Regions from separate parts of the Cricetulus griseus genome. Here region 2 is linked to region 1. A link is a contact called in public Hi-C data. All regions are on one chromosome and are shown on one strand. Each heading gives the region's core, a stretch centred on a gene start, on an enhancer-like site or on the middle of the called end of the contact. The rest is flanking DNA. Distances are from core to core; before and after follow the strand shown. Region 1 holds the start of LOC100757276 (39S ribosomal protein L33, mitochondrial-like). Region 2 holds the start of LOC100760352 (serpin B6).

Region 1 (5,519 bases), core at 1,988-4,487:
ATGTGCTGCAGAGTACTTCCTTCTACTGGAAGTGCAGGTTTGATGTCCATGTGCCCTAGTCAGATGCTACCACCGACTAGTAGGCCATTTGAGGTCCCATCTTCAGTTGCTGTTGGAGCCATGTTCCATCCTTTAATAATCCCATTGATCTGAGAGTGACAGGATATGCAGATTTATTCTGTGTCATGGATGTGAATGCACTGCTATGTTGCTTGGACATTGAAGGATGCTTCTTTGTCCCAGTGAAGGAAGCCCCCCGGGAGATCTGAACTTACACACAACATAGTTCTTTTAAGGGTGGCCATGAAGTCCCAAACTCCACACAAGTGACCTGTGTATGTCCCCATTGAGCAACAATGTCCCCACACAGGGATCCTTGGACAGTCCATTCATTCAGCTGTCACACTGGCCAGGCATCCAGGCTGTTGGCAATGGCATGGGAGCCAGTAAAGATGCAGCCTGGTGTGTTGGTAGAGGTGGCCAGCATGGCCTGAATTATGCAGGGCCTGTTGGGTAGATTGTTTATGTCCATCTAGGTCAGAAGATAGCCACAGAGTGACCAGATGGCAGCCATGCCCAGAGCACCCACACGATGGCAGTTTTACAGAGCCATCAGTGGGCATACCTCTGAGCCCTGGACCTTAAACCACAGAAGGAGCCAGACCATCCATTACAGGTCACTCCTCGGTCCCTGCTAAATACACCTGCAGAGCCTATTGATCCCTTGGTATCTCATCTGGGTCCAATCTTTAATATACCATTTCCATTCAGCAACTGAATTCTGTTGTGCCTATCTGTTTTAACCCAATTGTGCTGTATATCAAAATACCCAAGACTTGGAGGACTATAAACAATGAAAATTTGTCTGACAGCTCTGCAAGGTCAAGTTGCCAGCAGATTTGCTGTCTGCTTTCAATGTGGTGCCCATGAAGATGGTGAGATGGTTCAGTGGGCCAATATGCTTGCCACCAAGCACCACTAAGGACTTGAGTTTGAAGCTTGGAACCCACATAGTAGAGAAAGAAATCCGTCCTCTGACCTCTGTGTAGGGGCTACAGCGTGCACACCCATGCCCCCCCCCCGTTTAAAATTCACCTTGTTGCTGTGTACTCAAAGATGGAAAGTGGAATCACAAAAAGGACAGAATGCCTCTTTTAAGGGTCTCAATCCCACCCACACTTTTTTAATACTGTTAGAAGATTAAGTTTCAATATGAAATTTAGAAACAAAACAAACACGCAAATAACAGTCCCCTTGCATCAGTCTTGGTCTCATCAAACTCATGTCTACTAAAGTTAGGATATGGTTGGCGTGTGTCCCCTGAGCATAACCCCCATTGTGAGTTATTAGAAGGTAGAAACTTCATGTGTGGTGTTTGGGAGGTGGGGGCTTCGAGAAGTGAATAAGAACTTCGAGGCCAGCCTAGTCTACAGAGTGAGTGCCAGGATAGGCTCCAAAGCTACACAGAGAAACCCTGTCTCGAGAAACAAAACAAAACAAAACAAACAAACAAAAAGAATACGTTAGGTTCTCAGGGTGGGGACCCCTGAGTGAATACTAGAATACCACTCCCATGACCACTAGGTGGCGCGCACGCCCCAGCTCTTAAGTGCTATTTGAGTCCAGTGCTTGTGACTTTGCCAGGCTGCCCCTGTACCTTAGCTGTTAGTTCAGCAGCTCTGGAATCTTGGAATCTTACCCTGTGATGCGGTACATTTCCTTGGGCGTCGTCTCAGATGCCGAGCCGCGAACCCTGAGAATTCATGGTTATCCAGCCTCAAACGTTTTATTATAATAACATAAACGGACCCTCTCCCCTTCACATACAAAATAAATTCATTCCATGCCCCCAACTTGATTCTAGTATTACCAAAATCAGATATGAGATTCTAAATATTACTCTTAGTGAGCCTGTGAAATCAAACAAGCCAATTTCTTTCAAAATACAATGAGACCAGCTTAGGACAGACATTCCTTTTTTAAGAAATCAGTGACAGGCGAAGAAAAAGAAGTGGTAGTCTCCACAAACGTCCAAAGCCCAGCGTTACAAGCACTGTGACAGTCTGAGGCTTGAGAAGAAGCGCGTCAGACCTCCCTGGTTCCATCTGCCAGGCATTCAGGGCAGGCGGGGTAGTTGGGAGTCCAGGGCTCTGGAGGACTCCATCCCTTGACCACTAGGTGGAGCTCACGAAGCAGCTTTTACGGGCCTAGTCCAGTGTTTTGTGGCTTTCTGAGACTGCAGCTGCACTTTATAATGTTCTGCAGTCCAAAATCTTGGAAGAGACCCAACCTTTAGTTCTGTGAAGCATCTTCCTTGCGGACACTCTACAGTGGCACAACCACCCGGCTCCAGTAGGCTTTCCTCCGTGGTGGCTCCACCTCTGCCGCCACTCTCTTTCTAAGCAGGTCCTGGGAATTCCTTGAAATCCAGAAGACCGTGCCACACTGCACCTGGCTGGCCTGAGACACCTTGACTCAGCACCAAAGCTTTCCCGAAGGGCAGCAGAACCAAGGAGGGCCACACTGGAATGCGGAAGCAGCTGAGGTATCCCAAGCCCCATAGCTCCCTGGGTCCCTCCCTTGAAATTCTTCTGCTTGAGTAATAGGGTCTGTGATGGGCATGGCAGTTGGAATAATCCTTGTGATGACTTTGACTCATTCGTCCTTGCAGTAGTGATGAATAGCACCTGGCTTCTGGCCATGTTAATCTCTTTATCAAAGGTTGGTTTGGGGCACACCCTTTATCATCTTTCCTGGGCATGTACTTTCTAGCCTACCTAACCCCCTCTTTCTTTCTTTTTTTTTCTTTATTTTGACTTTTTTTTTTTATTAATGCCAATTTTTAAAAATCCAGAAAGATAACTATCTGGTCTCTGTGAAGAACTTTCTTTCATGGCACTGTTCCTTTACAACGACCTTCCCCTCACCCGCGGCCATGCTGTGGGCTTCCTCTTCTTCAGTTACACACTGCAGGGTTCTGAGCCAGGGCCTCACCCTGGATTTTCTCATTCATGAGTCAAATTCATTTTCAATCCACTGCTTAGAGGGATCGTATTTTTTTCTGTTCCATGAAGAGGACTTCTTTGTTCACAATTGGATCATAATGCAGAAGAGTCAGCTTCTCTTGGTGTCGGCTTCTCTTGTGGTTGAAGGAGAAAACTATCCCAGCTTGGCTCACTAACCTCACCAGAATGGTTTTTGACTTGCTCTTGGCAAAAGAGACGGCAGAAAGCAACATGGCATCAGCCCTGGTAATCTATCCGCGACGGGCCTAAAACCCCCTCTTTCCCTCAATCTCTCTCTCTCTCTGTCTCTGTCTCTCTCTCTCTCTCTCTCACACACACACACACACACACACACACACATCTCTCACAAATCTCTTACACATCTTATACACACATCTCTCTTACACACACATCTCTCTCTCTTACACACACACACACACACACACACACACACACACACACACACACACCCAGAGTGACATCACACCTGACTTCTCTTTTGATTGTAAATTCTGTCTTTAGCTTGTTTCCGTCTTTTATTATACGTTAAGCAATCAAGTACTCTTAACAATTTTCTCAGAGTTTTTGTTGTTTTCATTTCCACCAAATATCTTAGTTCATTGCTTTTGCATCCTATCACCCACAAAGCATCAGGGTATGAGCCTAATTCTGTCAAGTTCACTGTCACTTTGTGAGAAGCCAGTCTTTCCATGGGTTTCCCACACAGTTTTCCTCGTTTCTATCTTAGATACACTCAGAACCACCATCACCTTCCATGTTTCTGCCAACATTTAGATCTATGGCATTTAAGAACTCTCTCAAAGGGCTTGGATCTTCCCGACAGCTCTCCCTTTCTGATCTGTCACCTTTGTCATCCTTGATGCTCCATCAATAGAAATCTAGAGGCCTTCTATTGTGCATCTCAAACTCATCCAGCCTCTGCCACCGCTCACAGCCAAATCCATTGTCATGTTTGGGGGTGGTTGCTGTAGCCACAGTACAAACATGAAGCTAATGTCTTAGTTTGTGATGCTGTAACTAAATAATGAAATGGAGTAGTTTTTTGTTTTTTTTTTAATTATTTCTGGACCGGGCAGTGGTGGCACACGCCTTTAATCCCAGCACTCGGCAGGCAGAGGCAGGCAGATTTCTGTGAGTTTGAGATCAGTCTGGTCTACAAGAGCTAGTTCTAGGACAGTCTCCAAAGCCACAAAGAAACCCTGCCTCAAAAAAGAAAAAAAAAATGTTTCTCTCACTTTCAGAGCCTGAAGGCTTAAGTTCAAGGTGTTGGGAGGTTCTATGTTTGGTGACAGCTTCTCTCTTCTTCCAAGATGGTGCCTGCTTGCTGAATGCTCCAGAGGAAGTAACATCATCCTCACAGAGCAGAGAGTGCTCCAGAAGAAGGGACATCATCCTCACAGAGCAGAGAGTGCTCCAGGGGGAGGGACATCATCCTCACAGAGCAGAAGAGATGAAAATGTCAACCAATGCAAAGCCTCTGACTTAGTTAGGGTTTCTACTGCTGAGATAAAACACCACGATAAAAGCAACTTGGAGAGGAGATTATTTCGGTTTCCACTCAGGTTACAGACCATCACTAAGGGAAGTCAAGACAGGAGCTCAGGGCAGGAACTGAAGCAGAGGCCATACAGAAGTTGTCGCTTACTGGCTTGCTTTCCATGGTACATATTAAAAATAATTTTCCATGCAATATATTCTGATCATGGTTTCCCCTCTCTGAAGCCCCCAGACCCTCCCTCAACCATCCACCATCACACCCTTTTCTCTCTCTTTAGAAAAATAAACAAAATTCAAACAAACCAGAATTAAAAAACAAAACAAAGAAACACACACAGAGACACACACACACAACTCAAAAAATCACCAAATCAAAAACTATAATATGCAAGTGAAAGGCTGGTAAGGAAAAAACAAGCTCCAATAAAGACATATGACACACATAGTCTATAAAAATACTATCGAGTTCATTTTGTGTTGGTCATCTACTGCTGGGCATGGGGCCTACCATTAAGTGCGGCTATTATAACAAGTATTTTCTCAATCCATGTTCCCTCTACCCAAATAACCCTAGCTTATATCACACTGACAAAACACTAACCAGGGAAACCCTCTAAAGGGGCCCTGATCCCACATGTGAGGGATCCCTCCACCACTCCACGAGTCCTCAAGGACCCCAGCTCTTAATAATACCATACTAGTGGCTGAATATCATCAGTATATGGGTTTTGAGTGGACGACCTCTGAACAAAGTACATCTCCTAGGCTATGTGGGAACACAACTTCCATCCCATTCTGCCCTTTCTCTCAGCTGCTACAAGAAGCTTCCCTGACCTTGGGCTGCTAGAAGATTTCATCTATAGCCCTGTCATCTGGGAGAAACGTGTGGGTATTGCCATATGCCCCATCCTGCCAGTCTTCCTGGCACATCTTGTCCTATAATATCACTGAAAACACCAATTCTCTGGGACTTTCCTCCTATTATTCCCTAACTCT
Region 2 (4,970 bases), core at 2,400-4,899, 210 kb after region 1:
CAAGGGCATAGTATGGGTCCTTTTCTGCTTTCTTTGAATGCTCAAAGACCAGATTGAGAATTGGTGCAGATGTAAAACACAGCCATTAAGCTGGGGGAAAGGCTCAGTGGATAGAGTGCCTGTCAAGCAAGTGTGAGGACTTGAGTTTGAAGCCTTGGCACCTATGTAAGAACAGACAAGGTGGCACATACCTATAATTACAATCCTGTAAGATGAGAGGTAGAAACAGCAGAATATCTGAAAGCTCACAGTTCAGAAGCCTAGAAAATGCAGTAGCAAACTATGAGACCCTATCTCAACAAAGTGAAAGGCATGGACCCCTATCTGAGGTTGGTCTCTGACTTCCACATGAAGCCAAGACACGTGTGTGTCCACACCTACACAACCTAAGTGTGTGTGCATGCACACACACATACACACAAAGAAAATCCAGCTGCTATGGTTGGGTACACCAGTTGACAAGATAGGATAGATGCTTCTTTTAAGGTCCCATGGTCCATACTTTAGATCACCATTGCAAGTTCTCCTGCACTCGATTCTTCTGAGATCCACTGGCACCTAGAGGCATTGATATCCACACTCAAGCATGCTACCCTTCTCTTTCATCTTATGTATGCTTCATAACAACTGGCGTTTATTGAGCATGTTAGTGATAGGACTCCTAGACCCTTGCTGGGAATACTATACAGCTCATACCTCTTTGCATATATCATCTGTTCTGGGCCGAAACATACTCTTGTTTTGTCATTTAGTCCCTTCTTTTGATGCAGCACATGGTCTAACTACTTTCTAAGAATGAATACAGCTATCCTGGTTTCTTGAACATCTGAAAATTTATTATTTTTCCATGTCACTGAGTTTGTCAGGATCTATAAAAGGTTACAGGTGACTTTATATCTAGTTCTTTCAGTTATGGCATCACTGCTTTCCCAGCTACCAGTTTTGCTGTTTGAAGGCATGATGATATACTAACCCCAGATCCACCTACTGCCCCCCCTTTCCAACCCCAACTCTGAAAATTTATGAACTTATTCTTATTTCTGCTATTCAGAAATGCCCAATTTTTTGTCCCTCTCTGAGTTCTACTCATGCATTTTGCTGGGCTTTTGGAGGACCCCTTTCAAACTAGCAATTCAAGAGAATTTCCCCTTCAGTCTGGAAACAGTTTTTAAAGTACTGCTCATTTCTCATAGACTGACTCTGTGCTCTCTCTTTCTGCATCACCCATCTGTCAGATGCTAGAACTCTTGAACTGAGCTCATCCAGGACTTCCCTAATGTGTGTTGCTGTGATAAAATACAACAGAAGCAACTTCAGTGAGAGTTTCCTTTGGCTCATAGGTCCTCATACGGCCAGAGTTCGGGGAGAGACGAATGTTTGTGAATTCAGCTAGCGTTCTACTGTTTATGCAGCCCAGAAAATTGAGCTGCCCACTTTTATGGTAGCTCTTCGAACCTCAGTTGATATAATCAGGCTAGTTCCTCAGAGGCCTGACCAAGACACTGACCTAATCAAGACAGTAACTCTTTGGTGTTCCCAAGTATTGTCTCCTAAGTGACTCTAGAACCTGCCAACTAGAAAATCATCATCAACCTTCTCCAAGTCCAGGAACACACAAAGAACAGCATTTGTACAGCCCTTTGAGGCCAGTGGGTCAGATATGTTCCCTTCTGCCAGCACAGTGGCCCAGCACACAGCAGACAGGCTTGCAAAGACTGATTACTTGACTGAATCCCAGGTCCAGTAAACTCAGACACAGAGGGTTGGTGTTCCATGTGATCCTATAGCATATCCTTGCAGATTCTTCTTGCCAGATACTGGGTTGGTGGGGGACACAGCTGTTGATTACTCTAATTCAATCTACTGCTATTGGCCTGAGCTAGGTGTAACTCACTAAACAAATTTAAATGTGCTTTGGGAAGGAAATGGCCTAACAATTTAAAATGCAGTCATTCCTGGGTCTCTGGAGGATATCAGTCTGTATCTGAAGATGCCAAAATCCTCAAGTGTTCCATTTACTTATATAAAATAACTTAATGTTTGACCTAACCAATGTACATGCTCCTATGTACTTTGGTCTGGAGATGAGTAAATACCCAACACAATGCAAATGCTAGATAAATGGTCCCTGTTACCATACACTGGTATACTGTTTAGAAAACAAGGAAAGGAAAAAGGTCTATATATGTCCATACAGCCCAGGCTGCCCTCAAACTCTTATCCCCCTACCTCAGCCTCCTGAGTGCTGGGAATACAGGTGTGCAGCAATACATTTCCATTGTCCTACAATGCTTTCTGTCAGATTTTTTACTTCTATTTGCTATTTCATGTTGACTTCGTGTGAAATTCATGTATGGTGACAGTATGGGGGAGACCTGAAGGTATGGGGGGACCAAATAAGCTTGGTGTATTGAGTCAAGAGTGACCCAAATGCACCATCTCTGTGTGATGATACAACTCACAGAGGATATACCACTCAGGGCAGCCATGAAACACTGGGACACTCCCCAAATATACTGATAACAGTGGGGTCATTCCAGGTGCCCCAGCACTATAAAGTTAATCCCTGATCACACAGTTTCCCAAGGTTACTTGATACATCAAAACCCCACACCCATGTCCTAAACTGCTGGCAGAAGGAAATGGGCAGCCTCCAGATGAGTCCTAACACAACCAATTGCCGCCCAAGTAGGCCAAAAAATACTAAGTGCCAAACCTCACCCAGCGTTCCCTCACATCCAGCTTCCTGATACCACGTGAATGTTAGGCCTGTGGCTTGCTGGCAGAGCACTTGCTAAGCAGAACAAGGCGCTGGGTCCATCAACAAAACAAGAACGGAGGAAAAAACTAACTTTCATGCCAATTTCATCTGGCACAGAAACCCCACCAAAACATTGCTCATGTCCTTCCTCCTAGCCCGACAGACATCAAATCTCGCAACAGTTTTTTCTGGCGTGAGTTTAATGGAAAAAAAAATTCAAAGATCTGGAATGGTTTCTAATAATTATCTATGTTCGAAGGCCTCCACCACACTGAGGATTTGTCGGAACTTCCCAGCACAGCCTGAGCCTCGCCCGAGAGACTCAGGCACACTGGACAGGAAAGCAGGGAGGGAGCACCCAGCCTTTGGCCTCTCTCCGAACCGCCATCCTCACCCCACCCCCAGCCCACCCCAGATTCCAACGCCCGTCTCAGTGTGTCACCAGCCCGTGTCTCCAGGGTCTCCAGAATCACTGGTGACCGAGGGACGTACGTGGTCACCTGTAGCCCAGGACTCCGGCACAGCAGCTGGGCCGGCTCTGCGTCCGCCCCATCCTGTACCAACCGCCTCCTCTACGGACGCTGGAGGAGTTGGGAGGGCGGCGATGTCACCAGCCTGCCAGGACCACAAGGCTACTAACCCAGCTGCGTCACGGGCCTCAAGGCCGCTGCGGGAACCCGAGCTAGGACAAGACACCACACGCTACGCCCTCCCGCGTCCCCAACGACCCCGCGCCACAGCTACCCCATAGTAGAGCATACCCCGAACTCTCAAGTTTCCTGGCCGATAGCGAGCAGAGCAGAGACGAGAAGGCGCAGGCCACACCCGCCCCGGGCCTCAAATACCTTAGGGGAGGAGGAAGCGGGCGGAGTCAGGGCCACAGACAGCCCTTAGGAAAGAGCAGAGCTCAGGGCCAGGTGAGAGCCTGAAAACACTATAACCTAGCCCATTCAGTACTCCCTACCGAGGATTGTGCGGCTGATTCTCTTGATGCTCAAAAGTATACCAGCATTTAGTGGATGGATATGACAGAACAGAAGTGAGGGAGGAAAAAAAAAAACTTTTAGTTTCTGGGGCTGGAGGTAGATTGCCTGTTCAGCTGGCATAGAAAAATAAAGAGAGGTGGCCAGTGCCTGTGTCTCAAGACTCCACTACTTTGTACTGGAAAAATCAGACTCGGAAGTGCTGATATTTCATACAAATGAGAATAAAAACCCTGTCTGCCATCTTGCATTCCTTCTAGGAAGCAAGCCGACATGGTGGGGAGAATGCTGGTCAGGTTTTAAACTTTTAAGGGCAGGTCAACTCTAAAAAACATCAGAGTCTTTGCTGCCTCCTTCACCCTTACCCTAAATCCAGGGTTCCCAACAATGACCATGTTGACACTTAGTTGGCTGTTTCCTGTGGAGGCTGTCCTGATTTATAGAATGTTAACCAGCACCCTTGGCCCATCTATCTAGTTTATGTTGGTAGAAAACCAGGAGGCCACCCAAGCTGTGAATTTTAATGTTTGAAGTACTGAAACAAAGGAATTCTCAGAGTAGCTATCATATTATCACATCTTACATCCATTGTTGTTGTTTTGCTTGTTTGTTTTTAAAGTTTTTAGATAATTGTATGTGCTGTGGCTGAGGATGGATTTGTATACATGAACCCAGTGCCTTCAGAGGGAAGAAAATGGTGTGGTGTTCCTTGGAATTAGAGCTGTGATCTGGGAACTGGACTGTGATCCTCTGGAAGAGCAGTACCTGCTCTTAGACCCTGAGACATCTCTCCAGCCCCTTCCAGCATGTCCTTTACAAAATATACTGTGTGCATATAGGGTGAATGTGCATGTATTAAAATTTTATATATAACTGTAATTTCCCTTTCTTAAAAGGACTAACATTACGTGATCAACAGTTCTGTAAGTCTCTCTCTCTCTCTCTCTCTCTCTCTCTCTCTCTCTCTCTCTCTGTGTGTGTGTGTGTGTGTGTGTGTGTGTGTGTGTGTGTGTTGGGGTGTTTTAGAGTTCCCTCCATATGAAACAGAGACCTTCCTTATTCTTTTTCCCAGCAGTACAGTATTCCATTGTGTGCATGTGGATTGATTCCTATGACTTTAGGTTTTCAAATATGCTACATGTAATGGCGGCAGGAGTACATGCATCTGAAGACAACAGAAGTCTCAGGTGATCCTCCCAGCTCAGTACCATAACCATAGTTCTCTG

The links. A called contact is a pair of places that touch in the nucleus more often than the background predicts.
Region 2: a Hi-C map of the CHO-K1 cell line shows a contact between it and region 1, with 6 times the contacts expected there. The contact joins the promoter of LOC100760352 here to the promoter of LOC100757276 in region 1. A contact is called at or near these places in 6 of 8 Hi-C or Micro-C datasets (the CHK-Q cell line, the CHL-YN cell line, the CHO-K1 cell line and 2 more).

Annotation. Positions count from the first base shown.
Region 1 is chr3:253,564,906-253,570,424 of CriGri-PICRH-1.0, forward strand. It overlaps LOC100757276 (39S ribosomal protein L33, mitochondrial-like), which reads right to left and starts at 3,238. Exons shown (of 1, transcript XM_035442888.1): 1 at 3,041-3,238. The coding sequence starts at 3,238. The coding sequence ends at 3,041. It also overlaps LOC100761037.
Region 2 is chr3:253,775,906-253,780,875 of CriGri-PICRH-1.0, forward strand. It overlaps LOC100760352 (serpin B6), which reads right to left and starts at 3,650. Exons shown (of 7, transcript XM_027409275.2): 1 at 3,523-3,650.